Linked DNA regions of Mus musculus: region 2 is linked to region 1. Evidence: chromatin contacts called from public promoter capture Hi-C data. All regions are on one chromosome and are shown on one strand. Each heading gives the region's core, a stretch centred on a gene start, on an enhancer-like site or on the middle of the called end of the contact. The rest is flanking DNA. Distances are from core to core; before and after follow the strand shown.

Evidence for each region. Promoter capture Hi-C pulls out the DNA fragments that hold promoters and counts their contacts.
Region 2: a contact with region 1 is called in a promoter capture Hi-C map of the HPC-7 cell line. The contact joins the promoter of A530095I07Rik here to the promoter of Zfp493 in region 1. A contact is called at or near these places in 2 of 39 promoter capture datasets (the HPC-7 cell line and embryonic stem cells).

What each region holds. Positions count from the first base shown.
Region 1 is chr13:67,778,403-67,781,051 of GRCm38.p6, reverse strand. Zfp493 (zinc finger protein 493) reads right to left here and starts at 1,359. Exons shown (of 4, transcript NM_028402.2): 1 at 1,233-1,359. The coding sequence starts at 1,238.
Region 2 is chr13:69,542,764-69,545,412 of GRCm38.p6, reverse strand. A530095I07Rik (a long non-coding RNA gene) reads left to right here and starts at 1,344. Exons shown (of 2, transcript XR_001780994.2): 1 at 1,344-1,834; 2 at 1,966-2,019.

The DNA of each region.
Region 1 (2,649 bases), core at 110-2,609:
CAATGTGGCACAAACCAATAATCCTAGTCCTTGGGAGGTAGAGGCAGGAGGATTAGGAGTTCAAGGCTGGCTTCATTAAGGTGCTTACAAGGTGCCAGTCACAGGGCCCTGAGTGATCAGAGCTCCTCAATTCCATCTTTTTGTCTCTCTGACACACTGTAAGTACTTGGGTGAGTTTGTCTAGAACTGTTTGGGGAGGGTTAGGGAACCTAGATGCCACATTCTTCGATAAGAGTTGGTTTAGGTGAGTTTAGACACTGCAGATGATATGCAAAGACAGAACAGCTGGCCATTAAAGAGCGATGAAGACCGACCTCTTAGGATGCAGTATTATTTCCTCCCCCAGAGACATTTCAGCCCCCTCTCACCTGTAACCAACAGCCCTGTACCCACGCCTATTCTCACACCAATTTGTTTCTCCATTTTGAAAAGGAGTCCAAACGCAGTCTCCGAAGGTACTGGCTGATCTATTATTTTCTAGTACTTTTCACTCTACACTACAGAGTGAACTACTTGGTTGACACAAAACTCAAATCTTTCCCTTTAAGGGACTATTCTGCCCTCATTCATATAGGAGTGTTAGTCTTGGGGTTGACGTCACAACAGTGATCGCGAAGGACTTCTATTCAAAATAGTTCATAAATCTAACAGTTCATTACCAAGAAAATGGAACCAACATTCCAAACACCAACCGCCCTCCCAAAACTCCCTTCACTTGCAAATAAACAAGGTTATGAACTTTTGTCAACTCCAAGAGTCCTGGGCCAGCTATAAAGTAAAGAAAGCACCACACACCCAGTTGGTTCTAGATTTCCTGAGAAATCTGACTACAACCATGTGAGCCTGAGTCAGCTAGAGAGCAGAGTTTCCCCAGCCAAGCAGGAGAGTGCGCTCCCAGTCATAGCCTCAGGCTGTCATCAGACACCAGTCAGGGTGAAACCTGCCAGGACTTCCAGCAGTTCTCACTCCTGGGTCCTGAGCCAGCTCTCCTGCGCAGGGTGGACTCCAGCAGTAGCCTCGTGCAAGCAAAACGGTCACTCTCAGAGCCGACCCCATTGCCCTTTCCGCAGCTCTGACCTGGATCCAACGTGGGGTTGGTCCAGCCTAGGTCAGCACAGCACCCCCAAGTCCGCTTCTTCCCACCTCCCATCCACAAACCCTCGCCATCCATTCCGGACCCATCACCACGCGGACCCTCACGCCTGCAGGGCAGCGTTGCACCCTGGACGAACCTCCATGTGAGAGATGCAAACCGAGTACTGAGCAAGACCTTTTTCTTGCTCAACTTTGGGAAAGATGCAACTATGCAGACCGAGAGTAGAAACGTGGTTTCCTGACTGGCTCCTTGTGACGTCATATGGGCAAGACTACATTTCCCACAACTCTATGCGAAAGAAATCCCTTAGAGTGTAAGGGGTTGGGAGGAAGCAGTCAGTTTGTGTCCTGGTACAACCACAGGGAGCCAGTTGGCTTTTAAAATGCTAAATTTAAACCGGGCAGTGGTGGCGGCGCTAGCTTTTAATCCCAGCACTTGGGAGGCAGAGACAGGCTCTGAGTTCGAGGCTAGCCTGGTCTATGGAGTGAGTTCCAGGACAGCCAGGGCTACACAGAGAGGGGGGGGAAATGCTGAATTCAGTACAGGACACGTTTAAATGTAAATTGAGCCTTTGGCAGTAACCTTTAATAGGTTTGCAACTTATTTCTGTTCAATATGTTGCGATTTAAACTCAAAAGTGTACTTATTATGGAATCTTCTACATGTAAAGTTCACACTGATTCAATATTACTATAAAATAACTATATGTGACCTTCCTTGTAGTCGAACTGCTCAGGAACTTAAGACAGGAGGATCCCAAATCCAAGGCTAACCTGGGCCAAATAAAGAGACCTTGTTTCAAAATACAATGTACAAGTAGGGTTAGGGAGCAAGGGGTAAAGCCCTTGACTACAGTGGAGGCTTGGCTTAATACCAAGCATTACATATGCATAACTACTCCTTGTTCACCTGTGTGAGCCATACATGGATAAGACTCCACAACTGGATAACGTTTTCATGTGAACACTGGAAACTTCCATACAGTGAAGGGCATGGATCAGGGACACAGCTGTTTTAAATCATTGGACAAAGTTAAACATCCAGCTCTCTGATGTTAACTTACGAAGAAATCCTGAATTTATCTCAGGATCTTTTTTTGGTCTGTCTGTAAGTAGAGTGCACACATGTTCATCCACTAATTTGTGCTATACAAGAGCTTCATCCTCTTCTACCTGGTTTTTCATGAATGCAGGCAAGTATTGTTGGGGACAAGAAAAGAAACGTATTCTAAGTACTATGACGATTTCACTTTCAGATTTCATTAAATTCTAGAGAGAAACTAAATTCATAGTTCCAGGCCCTAGGGGAGCTGGGGACTTCCGTATAGCTGAATAGCTTCTGTTTTAAACAGTTGTCTGAGTCCAGCCATCTCAAGGGCAACTTCTCCATCTTGCTGGCAGGGTCATACAAGTTCATGTTCCCAGGCCCGTAAAGAACAGCTATCACTCACTTTTCCAAATGTTTTCTTAATTTGTTAACAGCTGTGTGTGTGTGTGTGTGTGTGTGTGTAGAGAGAGAGAGATTGCTATTATTTAAACCATGGTTTTACACAC
Region 2 (2,649 bases), core at 95-2,594, 1.8 Mb before region 1:
ATCAGGGTGGGTGTGGTAGTGTACCAGAGAGGTAATGGCATGTGTGCACACTGGAGAGGCATCCACAGAGGAGGAGAGGGTGGAACCTGAACAGAGAAATCCTAGGAAGGATTGTAGTCAGATTCTGGACCATGGACAGTGAGGAAGTGGCTGTGCAAGAACAAAGCCACTCTGAAAGGATGCAGTGTCCGTACATGGTGCAATGACAGCCCGTGCCAACAGGGGGCTTCTGTACTGCCATTGTTTAGAAACTCCTGTGACAGAGAATTTGGTGAGAACCTGAGCTGGCTCCCAGTCTCTTCACTGCCCACCCTAGAGACAGTGTGGAAAGTCAGTATAGCTGTGAATACCTGCTCTGTGGTGTTTGCTTTGTGTGAGCTCGCAGACACAGGCTTGGTGTTAAAGACCACTGGAAATGTCAGATCTGAGTCCTCATCTGGCTTTCTGAGGTAAAGTGTCACAGGGGGCGGATTCCTGCCCTCCCTTGCTGGATATCAGCACCCACCTCATGGCAAAACAACATGGGCTAATGCCCTGAATAATAAGTCACAGAAGGGGCTGGAGAGATGGCTCAGTGGTTAAGGGCACTGACTACTCTTCCAGAGGTCCTGAGTTCAATTCCCAGCAACAACATGCAAGCTCACAACCATCTGTAATGGGATCTGATACCCTCTTCTGGTGGCTGAAGACAGCTACAGTGTACTCATATACATAAAATAAATAAGTAAATAAATAAACCTTTAAAAAGTCGTGGAAGGATGAATTTATCTAAGATAAGATAGTAACCCACAAAGACAATATGAGATTTTGAGTCTTGATCCTCTTTCCTTGTTTCTAGACAACTTAGGGTCAGAACATCCGTTAGTTTTAGATCCTTTTATGATTAAAAAGCCACAGACTTGTTAAGGGCTGTTTTTAAAGATGGCCAGATTGAGGCAAGAAGAATCAGGCAAATGCCAGCTTGGAACCCTGTTTGTGGATTAGGTCAGCGGAGAGACAGCCAGCCACAGGGACGCAGCACCTGAGGAAGTTCTGTACATGGAGGAGAGCGCTTCCCGCTGCCGCTTCTTGATCTCTGCCGGAGGATCACATCATACAGCCCCCGTCATAAAGTTCACAGTGCTTCCCCAAGCTCGCTGCCATCCATGAGACGGGAAGTGAGGTGACAACACCTCATCCCTGTGGCATTAGCGAGGCCTTCACTTGACCATCGTTGCCATGAGACTGAGGAAGGCTGCTAATCTGCCCTCCGAACCTGAATGTGGGGACGTGGACTGAGTGAGCCAGCATTCCGTGTCATGTTTTCTGGTCAGCCGGCAAGACCAGAGGGGGTGGGGGTGGGGGTGGGGGTGGGGGTGCTGTTCTCTACAGCAGAAATGAGCAAAAGTCAATTTATCAAGGCACATAACAGTACAGAGCAGGGATTTCAAAGCATGCCGTTGCTTTGTCAAACACACTGGCTACCCTCTAGAAAGCCGAGGATCCCCTACTTCACGGGGCGCTACCCCAACACCCAGCCCATATCCTTCTCTAGTGTGTATGGAGGAGGGGCTGGAGGAGAGCGGATGGCCCAGGGTAGCCGCAACCAACCTCAGTCCTTTTTGTGGAGAATTTGTCATCTTGGACACCTGCCTGGACTATCAAGATCTTGGACTACTGCTGCAGGGCAGAGCGCACACCCGGCGAGGCCCAGAGTTCCTCTGTGGGACCGACACACTCCTGAAAGCGCAGATGCCCCCTCAGTGCCAACTCAAGGCATAGGAGTGGCGGCAGCAGCCCACTGCTCTCAGGGGAGTTTGCCTAAACACTGTCCCCTGCCATTTCTCTGCTGGAGGTAAGATGACATTTCCCCAATGAGTGTCTGTGAGGGCAGCCCCAAAATGAACAAAACTGACCATTCTTGAAGACTCAGATTGCTGTGGGCACTGCACATGTTCAATCTGCTTGCTCTGTATTCTCTCACAGGAACTGTGCTGTGAGGCTCTGGCCGCCATCAGTTCAATGACTCAAGTTTAAAAAGAAGGTGAAATTCAGAAGAAAAATCCAGAAGGAAGGAGACCTGTCAGCAACCTGCAGCCCATGCCTATGCTAATGAGATTGCTAGTGACAGCCAAGCTTTGGAGGCATTCGATGTCCCCTGGAATATCCCTGCAGGCAAGGCTTTGAGCCCAGCCTCGGTCTGTCTGGAGTTGGGGGGGGGGGGGGGCGTGTGGCTCCCCGGCAGCCAGCGGGCCGAGCCAGGCTTTGCTGTCATGAGGAAAGAATCTGCAGGTCTGTAAACTTGCTATTTTTAGGCCTTAGTGGGGCTGAGCCAGTTCCCCAGTGTAGTAGGGCCCTCATATTTTACTAAATAGAACCTTGAAAAGTTATGACACAGGTCTCGGACTTAAAAACTTCAGAGGGTTGAAATGCCACATGGCTAATTCGTGAAGACAAAGGCACTGATCCCGAACCCCTTTTGTTCTCCCAGGTTGCTCCCCCAGTCCACGCCCACTTCAGCAAGCAGCTCGCCTGATGCCACCCACTAATTGTGAGTCTTCCCGCATGTACTCACTTTGAGGCCTGGCCTGGCAACTGTGCTCAGTGGCAGCCATCATGTCCACTAGCTCAGGGTGCCTCCCATGTAGGGGGCATTTCCTGATTTCCTTG